Linked DNA regions of Rattus norvegicus: region 1 is linked to region 2. A link is a contact called in public Hi-C data. All regions are on one chromosome and are shown on one strand. Each heading gives the region's core, a stretch centred on a gene start, on an enhancer-like site or on the middle of the called end of the contact. The rest is flanking DNA. Distances are from core to core; before and after follow the strand shown. Region 1 has its middle 38 kb from the start of Anxa1. Region 2 overlaps Trpm6 (transient receptor potential cation channel, subfamily M, member 6).

Region 1 (5,611 bases), core at 2,428-4,927, 1.5 Mb before region 2:
ATTTTGTGTATATATTTATTAGTTGCAGGACATGTTCTCAACTTATTGTTTTCCTTTCTTTATGAATTTTTTTCGTTGAAAATTTTACAGATGTGTAAATTGGAATGTTACTATTTCCATGTCTATTTCCCCTCTCCAATTCCTACTACATCCCTCAGCATATTACGACTTTATGTCTTCTTTTTTTTAATAACCCAGCATATCTAAAAAGTACTTTCCACATGTGCATAGGTATGGGGAGTAAACGGTGGTTCTCCCTCCCTTGACTCTATCAACTTCCAATGACTTCTCGTTAGAGGGTGTGGTCTGGAAACCACATCTTCATCCATCCCAGAATTTAGGCTGTGCAGAATTTTGATCTCATGTAGATCTTCTGAAGAGAAGTACCAAATTTGCTCTGAACTCATAACTGCTATAGCATGTAGTGTCCAGGAGACATTTGACAGCATTCTTTCCTATGCTCCAGCTCTTATATTCGTTTCACCTCCTCTTTTGCAGTGTTCATTGAGCCTTGAAAAGGGGTATGGGTGGGATCTGTGAGGTTTATTAAAGGTGTCAAATTCAACCCTGAGTACTCATTTAGTGCTCACTTTGGCCAGTTTATGTGTCACTGTATTGCTTGATCACTGAAAAAAATAAAAACAAAAACAAAACCACAAACAGCAAAAAAACCCACTAACAACACAATAAAAACAAACAAAAACAAAAGCAAATGAACTTCCCATCAACAACAACAATAACAGTAACAACAATAAAAACAAACCCCCTAACAGTAACAACAATAAAAACAAACAAACAAACAAAACAACTTTTCTGACCAAGGTTGATAACAGCTAAAAATCTATGATTACACTAATATATATTTAGAAGGCAATTTGAAAACATAGCCATTTTATAAATCAATAATAGCAAATTGTATGCTAGAAAAATAGGACTTCTTCAGCCATGATCTTTTGATCAGAATTAAAGTCCCAGATAAGACATTTTCTTCTGTGGAGCAGGCCTAAACCCAATCAGAAAGTAGTTGGTTATTCCCTAATAGCTTTTGCCACTATTATACAAGTGAACACATTATGCCTGGTAGGTTAATATTGCAGCATACATGGTCCATGACTGTATAAGATGCTCAATATCTGTTCTACCCATTAGCCTGTGTGGTACCTTACAGCGTTATCAAAATTAGCCAGCAGGGTGGAAGATCCTAGGTCAGTTTGAGATTGATTTCTTCATGTCTCCCAGCAGATGTCAGATTCAAGATACAGTCTCTTCATTACCTAGATGTGTTTGCACACATTGTAGTACCACATGAACACATATCAGTCAGTAGGCGACTCTAACAGCACCTTTCTAAAAAGTGTATACTGTTTTATTTGAGTGTGAAATAATCCCCCACAGGCCCCCTGCTCGCTCACCTGGTTTCCAGCAGGTGGCGCTGTTTTGGGAGCGTGTGGAACTTTGAGTTCAGAACCTTGATTGAGGAAGTAAGTCACCTCCAGAAGTTTTCGAGTTACACAATCTGATACATATACTTTTAGTTTGGTCTCTGCTAGTGCTATACTAACTTTTGAGAAGATGGTGGTCATCAGACATATGTTTCTGCCACCATGTAGCTACCTGCATTCCTCTCCGTGATCGACTATCATCTTTGAAATCATAAAACAAAAAATTGTTCATACCCTGTCTTTTATTTTAGAATCCCAATGATTTTATTCCAGTTTCATCTTTTACATAGTATGTGTTAAAAATTTACTATAAATTAGTACTTTGAAAGTTCGCTTGACCAAACCATTTCTCAGTTTACTAATCTGTATACTTAGGTAGCAAGAGAGAGGAGAGCAAAGTTAAATGATGTAATCTTTAAAATTATTTCTTAACAGATAAATATTATTTATCAATAAATAAATTATTATATTTTATTTTAGTAAGAACATTTATTATATATTTGTATATACATAATAATGTTTATTATATTAATAAATAAATATAAAATCAACACATTAAAGTTATTTATAAATAAGTAAAAAGCATTGGGAGAGAATACGTAAAGAAGAAAATAAAAAGAGAAAAGATGAGCAAGCAAAAATAGAGAAAAATTAAGAGACAAAAGTGTACAGAATTTAGGGTCACAGCGTGTGTTCCAAGTAGTCAGGCTAAAGTACCTGTCCTTTATAATACCAAAAGAATCAAAATAATAGCAAAAAGCAGAACAAGAGAATTTGTTAATGGGTACACATTGGGATGAAGGATAAAGAGATCCAATGGCTCCCTCGAATATATCTTTGAAGTTCTGAAGCAAGGTTTAAATAGTGGGCCAGCGATAGTCACATATAAGTAGTCTTGGCTAAGGTGTCGCCCTATGTACTATTGACCCATTGATGTTTCTGGAAGGTTGCAAATCTCTTTCCTGTTTTGGAGAGAAGAGTGTTTATTGCTCTGACTGGAGCAGAAATTTTCTTCTCCCAGCAGAGATTCTTTGAGAAATTGCTATGTCTTGGGCCCCTCGTTGTGTATTTCTGATAGCTCTCTTTAGATATCTGATATCTGTCTCTAGAATGAATTCACTTCCAAGTACAAAAGGAAACAAACAGAAAATAAAAGGGAAGAAAGTGGAGGGCAATGAGAAGTCACTGGACTTGGTCATAAGAAAGATAAAAAGGTTATCAAGGCTACAAACACATTCAAATTTGTAGATAATCTTCCCGTGCTCTCTGCGTGCGTGCATGCGTGCGTGCATGTGTGTACCTTACAATATTAATCTCAGAAAATACTTTACATACTTCAGTTTTACAATTATCAACCAGCATTCTGGGCTCCTCTCAAGGGACAGTATATCTCAGAAGACCAGCAAAACTGGGATGCTGTAAAGCTCAGGAAACCGATCCAGATCATTCAGAACTAGTACAGTGCTGCCCCCTGGTGGCTGAGCTGGGCACTTGAGTCCTGATGACAGTTCCTCTGTTGACAGCAATACACTTGGTACTATAAGCTGTTTAATTGGACCAGTAGATAAAACAATCTTGAATTCGCATTAACAAATAATAATAATGAAATCAAGAATATTTTTTAAAGGATTTTAAAATTACTGCCTTCATACCACAGCAGCTTGAAGAGTATGGTTATGATAAATTATTAAAAAATATTTATCAGCAATCTGATCTAGTTCTTATTTCTTCCTGTATGCCAATGTTTATTTGTTTACATGTGCATAATATATATATTAGTTTTTTTTGGCGTGAAAGCTGGGATGTTGACGACAGATCATTTAAGAAAAGATGTGACATTTATTGGGTAATTATTTCTCGACCAAATACAAAACCGGCGAACTAGTTCACTTTTGTTTATTTCATTTAATTTTCTAACTGCCTGACTTACAGTGCTTGTAAAGATCATGGTTAAGATTATTATGAAAGATAAACTTTGTTTAAGCAGTGTTAGGAAAGATAAACTTCCCTCTAACGCTGTGTCATTTTTTTTCTTTTTTTCCTACCTTTTATGGACAAAATTATGAATTTGGAGCAAATGTCACTTGGTGAATTGCCATTCTTCTTAGGAAAACATTTTATTGTCAAGGTAAAGCAAAGTTCCTTCTGAGACAAATTGAAGAAACCACGTTATTCATCTGATGAAAAAGTAGAATGTTGGCCTTGTGATCACTAGATGGCGGTATTGTCATTTATAGAAGACAGCCATGGCTGCGGGGCTGGGTGACTTCTTTTTTTCTACCCTCTAAGAAAAATTATATATGTCCTCTGTGACCCACAACATGAATTTACTATCACCTACTCTCCTCCAACAGGACAGAGAGAGAGAGAGAGAGAGAGAGAGAGAGAGAGAGAGAGAGAGAGAGAGAGAGAGAGAGAGAGAGAGAGAGAGAGAGAGAGAGAGAATGTAAGTGGCAGAGAGCAAAGGGAAAAGACAACACACCATCTCAGGAGTTAATAACCGTTAGGCCACAACAGAGCTACAAAATAAATTCAGAGAGAAATATCCAGCTCAGAGTCTGACATTGTAATTACAGGAGTGGAGTGAGGTTTCTCTGGAAGCATCAATGCGTTCTACATGGGTAGGATGGAGCCGTAATCCGATCAGCTGCAACGGCCACGGCAACAGACGGACCCTAAAAATAGGCCCCCTCTGGTAATCTGTCTGGATTACTAAATTCAGTGATGGCTTGGCAACAAATCAGGGAAATGTTTGCGGAAAAGGATTTAAATATATCATGAAGTTCTATCTGCTTTACAGAGACACTCACAAGGCCCCGATTCAGAGTGACTGCTTCGGGGCTGCTTCCAAACAACCAAGCTCATTTTGTCAAAACATCACCTTGCAGTCCTGCCGTTCGCAATTTAATCATCTTAACTCCATTAGTAGGGGCAGAAAAAGATTGAGATTTCAAACCGGGTTCTTCGAATATCGGTGCCTGCATTATACATTACAATCTTCCGGGTAACACTTAGCATTATTGATGACGCGAGGGTTAGTAATTAGGAGATGGTATGGATCCCACTTGAAATAGATGAAGGTAAGATTTGTTCTGAACCGTATCGTGAGGCCCGTGACACAGTCACGGGTGGACAAATAGAAAGTGGCTTAATGCTTGGCGTGTGCTAAGTAGTACTGACTGGAGAGAAAGACACTTGGGTTGACAGTGACTTCGGATTCAGAATTTAAAATGAAGCAACGGTCAGCATTCCTGGCGGACTTATTCCTAGGCATTTAGGGTTAATTATTTTATGGGCTGTCAGGACAGTTTTTTTTTAGCACGTCAATACAGGCCTTCCATCAACATAGCCCCACATTTTTTCCTTCCGGGTCCAGGAAAGTATCTCGGGTCTATAATGTTTAGCCTGTTCTGTCATTCTTCCTGAGCTGGGTACTGATAGAGTCTGTTCTCTTGCCACTAAATGCTGCAGTTTTCCACCTTCCAAACAATGTCACTCGCTTCTATTCTAAGCCATTCACCACAAAGTCATCCAGGAATCAGCCAGTAAATAAAATAACAAATGTGGGGATACTTCTGAGAGACCTGGTAAGCATTCTATTCTGCCACTTCCATATGCCCCTGAAATGACTGAATTGACTGAATCTTAGCATTTTTAAAAAAAATCATAATTTAAAATAAAAAAACAAACAGAACTGGTTTAAAAAAATAACAGCAGCTATTCTACAGTGTGTTTACTAAAAATATATTGATGTTAGAGATACTAAAACTTAGTTTTTGGTTCACATTTATGATAAAAACGACACCTTTAATGAGATCCAGATTAATAGCCTCTAAAGTTTGGAATGGAACAGTGCAGAAATATTTCCTAAATCCCCATGCTAGCCTCTCGCCCTCATTGTATAGCTTGTGTCACTGAGCAGGTAGCTTGGGAAAGCTATGTTAAGTATGTGAATGTCTTATTTTTAAAATATTGCATGGAGCACAATTTTGATATCTGTACTGTTATTTTTAACCTACCTCGGTGACATATGACAAGAATTTTACATGATCTCCAGAAATTTATAAAGTTCATAAAATACAGGGAACTCTGGACACTGGATCGATTTAGCACGTAAAAATATGTGTGTACATGTTGAAGACGCTGCTTTGAGAGGTTGAGAGGTTGCT
Region 2 (5,899 bases), core at 952-3,451:
TAGAGAGAGAGACAGGTAGAAATGTTGTAAATACAGCATTCATGAAATTCTCAAAAAATTTAATTATTGGTTCACTAACATAACCTTACTTATTAAAGAGCAAACCATTCCTAGACTGCCCAACATTTAATATTATTTACCTCCTACCACTCTATACCCCCAAAGCAAATGTCCTTCACAACAAAAGTAATAAAAACCACCGCCTTCAAAAACTACCCGACTCTCTTCAGTTGAGGAAAAGCCATCTTAGATCTTAGATAAACCTGTAGCCAGACCTCTGTGTTTTTATTTTGCAGTTCCTGGGCTCTGGGTGTCTACAGTTCAGGCTTACCCTAAGGCAAAGGTGAAGCACAGTGCTCTCCTGGAAGATTTTATACCATGTCTGCACGACCTCGGGGAGAAAAGACTTCACAATGAAAACCTGCCCGGGCTTGAGAACGTCATCCTCAGACCAGGTGCTGATAACGCGCATGGCTTTGCGGAGGCCCCCATCCATCTCCTCTTGTGACAGCACCTGGATTATGGCAGCTCTACCATGCTGGGACCAAGAGGACATGCTCTTATCAAGGGTCAGAGGGGAAGTCTCTTCAAGCTTGTAGATGGTCACTTCCTCTCCTGCTGCAATAAGACATGAAAGCCAGTTAAAAAAAAAATACTAGGTCTGGAGTGCGATTGGTGCCCTGAAGATCAACTCAGAATCAGTTCCGTTGTCTCTGTGACCAGAGGAGGGTATGGTTAGCAGGAGCTAGAGCAGAGTCAAGACACAAATCGTCCTGATTTGTCCTCTAGTGAAGGTGGGGAGGGTAAGGAGGGACAAACCATCAGATGTCATATAAGAATTAAGTCGTACTTACTATAAACTAACTAGATAAAAGCCGTATTAAAGCAATATGAATATGTTGTCATTGTTAGACTTTTTAATGGAGACATGACTTGCTTTATAACTAAGGCCGACCTAGCCAGAAATCATTACGGATCCCAAACTAGCTCCAAATTTTTGGTCCTTTTGCCCTATCTCCTGAGTGATGAGATTGTAGGCATGTGATAATGACACTCTGGCTCGAGACAAATATTATCTATGGAGACAATTTAACCTGTAATTATTCGTTACTAACCCTTTAAGGAGCAAGCATTTTTATAACTACCCTTCATATAATATACACATATTTATACGTATAGCCATGCTTATACTTAAACAACATGGTGGATTTTGTTTTATGGGTGTGGTTTTGCTTATTTCTATTTCTCTGCAAAGGGTAATTTTTTTTTTTATTAACTTGAGTATTTCTTATATACATTTCGAGTGTTATTCCCTTTCCCGGTTTCCGGGCAAACATCCCCCTCCCCCCTCCCCTTCCGTATGGGTGTTCCCCTCCCAACCCTCCCCCCATTGCCGCCCTCCCCCCATAGACTAGTTCACTGGGGGTTCAGTCTTAGCAGGACCCAGGTCTTATTTTTACTTCACCAATAATGCATGTTTTTTAGCCAGTGGAAATCACTCAGTAGCGAGGTCATACCTTGAGCCTCTACCTTTTGCTTTTTGAGCCCATTAGCAAGCTACTGAGACCCTCCATTTCTTCAATAGGAATGAATAACACTTGTTTCAGTGGTTTGCTGTTACTACATATGTCATCAGGGTTAGAGCAGGCTAGGACTTCATGTGCAGACATAGCCCTCACCTAAAAACACTATTTACAACACACTTCCGTGGACTTGGACCTCAGCCATCCAATATTATTACTATAAAAGAGGAGTAACAATCCACACAGAGGTTCTCTTGAGGTTGTAGCCCATTGCTTATGCCTTTTATGTCTTCCTAACAGCTTTACCTCAGATATCCCCTATGTTGTTGTTATTATCTACCTTCTTGTTTGTTTTCTGTGAACTATGTTAAGTTACCAGAAAGGAAGCCATCAATTCCCTCACCCTCGTATCTAATTCCTTATCAATAAATGTATCCTGAGAATGTGTGACATATTCTCAAATGTTTATTCTTGATGCTCAAGTAAATGCCACTGAAGAGCTCTTTGGAGTCCTAATTCCTTTGGGACTTTAGAGAAGAGCTATTGATTTGCAAAATGAATCATGGAGCCAAGAGGGAGAGGAAGCATCTGCATAAACAATCAGAAGCCAACCTGGTCTTTCCCCCATTGGAACAGTGTAGGGAGCCTGAGGAGGGAAGGCAGTGTAGGGACCTTTGTTACACTGTCAACTGTGCTTTATCCTGCTAGGCAGAAAACCTCGGGTGCCCTCGGCTAACGCGAGCTTGCTTCTCTTTACTTCTCCAGCTTTTAAAAACTACATTTGCAGTCTGAAGAAAGAGCAATCCAAGTATGGGAAACAAAACAAACAAATATATAACAGCAAACAAAGGATTTCTCTTCCCATGCCCATCAGCTTTCAGCGTACTGACATGTCGTGCTTTCGACTGTGTTCATTATATAAGGTTGGTTTGTTCTTTTCTTCCCTCTACGTGTCCAGCCTCGAATCCCTGAATGCCAGGTGCAGGATCACGCTTGCTTCCCAACCGCTGACCCATGTAGGTCCCAGCCTCACAGGATCAGCTTCTGACCCTCGATGCTGCCCACAGTAGTTAAGAAGAATCTCTAGTTTGGGAAATGATCCTCCTTAATCTACAACATGGCCAAAATAAAATTTGTGAGTCAAATGAGGAACGTGGTTTCTTTTCTGTTGCATGCCAACATTCAGCCTACCCTCGCCCAGCCTCAAGAAGGGGGAGATGTTACTCACTGAACAGCTGGATTGGTGTAAACGGTATGGTCTGAGACAGTCTCATTAAATTATTCCTTTCAATGGCTGCAAACAAAAACAGATTGACTACTTTAGGACTGTATCAACAATTAAACCTACAGAAATCCCCCCATACAAAAATACACAGACCATTTCAAACATCCTTTATTCTTTTCACTAGCCAAAAACTATTATAATTAATAGTTTTAATATAAGATACACCTTAAACATAAAGAATATCTTAGTCTTAGGAAACTTTTATATGAGGTTATATAAGATGGCCTATGAAGGGGCTATCTCCTTGCTCTCCCAATAACAAATAGGACACTAATTCAAATAATGTGCAATTCTTTCTTCTAAATGGATTTTAATCTATGTTCCACATCCTCTGGTTTCCTTTTTCCAAAGCAAACTCAGTGCGCAGTGGTCTGTGGGGACATCTACTGTTGGTTTTGTAGAGTTTGCCTTCTTTTTTTCCCAGAGAGAATGGAACACTAATTTTAATTAGAAGCGAGTGATCTGCATTTTCCTGCCAAGAGCCATAGACTAACAGAGTCTGTGTGAGTTAAAGTATTCCTCGCTAGGGACCCTCTACAGCTGGCAGTTAGAGTCAAAATAACAGATTACTACTGAGCTATAGGAGCCCGTCATAGGAGCCTAGAATGAGGAGGCTAGAATCAACAGGCCCATTATTCACCACAGAGGAGAATGCAGGATAAGACAGTTTATTATTGGACCCTAAACAAATGACCTTCATATAATAAGACCAGTAATTACAGTGCCGGTAAGGTCTTGGTTCACACTGAGTGCTAAACTCAGTAAAAGCCCTGTCCTTGTGTTATCTCACGCACTGAGAGCTGTGACCCTAGAGGAACCACACCATGGCGTAAGTCCAGCTGGTCTAAGTTAGTTTGCATCTCAAAATATTTGCCTCTTAATTCTCAACTAGCCCATTGGCAGAATGTCCCTCGGAGAGGGCAAGGACAATCATTCCCACTTGGAAAGAAAGGCAGCTGGAGTGCTGTGAAGCATTGCCTAATAACAGAGTCGAGACCCTTGGTATCTCTGTATAATGGCATCGTGGCTAGGCATGTTTGTGGGCCTTATTCTGTGAGGGGTGGCATCTATTCAGTGGTTATGTTCACTGAGGGATATGGAGGGTCCCACCCTAGCTTTAAGAAGGACTTTCAACCTAGCCTTTCCCAATTCAAAATATTGGGATCAGCCTGAGGGAAAGCTCAGTGGTTCCAGCAAGGCTCTGGGTTCAAGCTCCTGAATGGTAATAAAAAGGGAACAGTACAAAGGAAGATGTCTGGCTTTAGGCTCACACTGAGCTTGCAAGGAAATTTTAGACACCTAGAACATCTTCTTCCAAATTTGCAACTTGACAACACGTGTACACATTTTTTTTTAAAATATGAGTTTTCTAAAATCCTGACAATTTGTTTTTCTGAGTCTAATTATTCCAACCATTAAAGTAACCAACTTTCTGAATCGAAGCTGCATCAATAAGGTGGAGTTGATGGACACTCGTGTTTACAAGTGCAGAGTCCCACACGTGTAGCTCAGTTGACCCATCTGTGCACACCTGCTTCCTACCTGAATAATGGCGGTGAGGCTCTGGAGGGCTTTTTAAAGAGGCTGAGATCTCTGAAATCACAGAAATGATTGGCATTTTAATTACTTGGCTTGAGATAAATACATGTTTGTTCGCTGCCTTCAAAGTTTCTATTAAACGGCTTAATCAGAATGGCTTCTCACTGTTCAGAAAAGCTTGCCCAATATCCTTTAATGCAACCGTGTGCTGCTCCCTATCCTGACAGCTTCCAATCATCGGTGTAATATCTCCAAGCATATTTATATGGGGAATTGGAGAAAGACAGGTAATATTAGCCTCAAAGTATATTTCCTCTGAACCAATTACACCTCTGGGTTACAGAAGGTACACAGCTGCCCATCACGACATCCCAGAAGCCTGATTCTCTGAGCTCTTTGCCAAGATGCACCTACTCATGCAAAGACAATATTAACGCCAAGTTATTAGCATACTACCTTACTGACTGAAGCTAATGAAAAAACATTACGTATGTGCCAGATACATAAGAAGGGGTGGCCAGTATCACATCACGGGATTTGGTAAGCTGTACCAGGACCCTGTGTTGGAAATACGCCACCTCCAGTGTTAACTCACAGTTTTCTCTCTGTTCCATCCCTAAATCATAAGGCTCCAGAGAAATCCTTTGAAATGGTTTTGCTGTTCCATGAAAATCAAAATTAAAGTGGAGAAACGTCAGTCCCATGGCAGCAGCTGCTTTACGCCTACTAGAATAAAGGGCAGCATGAGCCTAAGTTTAGGGAGTACTCTGGCTCCTGATGCCAGAGAAAGACTAGAGCAAGCATCCTTTGAGGGTGCATGCTGGGGGCTACAGTCAGCAGAAAAGACTTCCGCTTCTGAACTCAGGCAGTAATGAAGACTTTCAGCTCCCACTGTGGGTCACACTAGGCTTGAGAGTGAATAAGATACCGTGCTCACCCTTTAGAAAAGTAAATACAGTATACTGGAGAGAAACACACACAACTGTTATCACAATGGTTTGCTAAGCAGACATGATACAAAATCGTTGGGTACCAAGGCTGAAAGATTGCCCTACTGTCATCTGAAAGTTAGAAAGTCATGACCATCTGACAGTGACCAAGCTGGGTTCCAACCAAGACATCAACGTCTCCGAGAACTTAGTGACATTTATTTAACATATTTTAACTGAGCATGATCTGACTACATGCCAGACAGCACAGCCCTCTATGGAAGAGAAAGAAAAAGATCACACAGAGAGCTGTGCAGGCCCAAGTCAACACTTTGGGCACTGAGGGTCTTTGAAACCATGTAGGAGAAAGCTTCCACGTGCACGTGTGTGATTGGCTTCTTGTGTGTGTAAACTGTAACACGATCAAGATCAATTGTTGCAGCGTCAAACTGAGCCTGCTCTCATTCAGAGAAACAACACGAAAATTAAGTCAAAACAGATTTCTCAAAGAATTCCAAGCTGAGGACAGCTCAAAGGACAAAGAGCTCACCTAGAGTGCACAAAGCCCTGGGTTCAATCTTCAATACCACAAAACCAAAAAACAAAACAGCACAAAAATGTAA

Evidence for each region. A called contact is a pair of places that touch in the nucleus more often than the background predicts.
Region 1: a Hi-C map of prefrontal cortex shows a contact between it and region 2, with 7 times the contacts expected there. The contact joins two enhancer-like sites. A contact is called at or near these places in 4 of 12 Hi-C or Micro-C datasets (the A7r5 cell line, Schwann cells, frontal cortex and 1 more) and 1 of 1 datasets of contacts at active chromatin or transcription factors (oligodendrocytes).

Annotation. Positions count from the first base shown.
Region 1 is chr1:227,262,932-227,268,542 of GRCr8, reverse strand. No RefSeq gene overlaps it. Among named protein-coding and RNA genes, the nearest start is that of Anxa1, 38 kb to the left of the region's middle. Within about 2 kb of position 3,677, at least 7 of the 93 cell types and tissues checked have an H3K27ac peak or open chromatin away from gene starts, as enhancers often do.
Region 2 is chr1:225,725,288-225,731,186 of GRCr8, reverse strand. It overlaps Trpm6 (transient receptor potential cation channel, subfamily M, member 6), which reads right to left. Exons shown (of 42, transcript XM_039101382.2): 35 at 4,351-4,401; 36 at 2,752-2,817; 37 at 332-618. Among named protein-coding and RNA genes, the nearest start is that of Trpm6, 170 kb to the right of the region's middle. Within about 2 kb of position 2,201, at least 14 of the 93 cell types and tissues checked have an H3K27ac peak or open chromatin away from gene starts, as enhancers often do.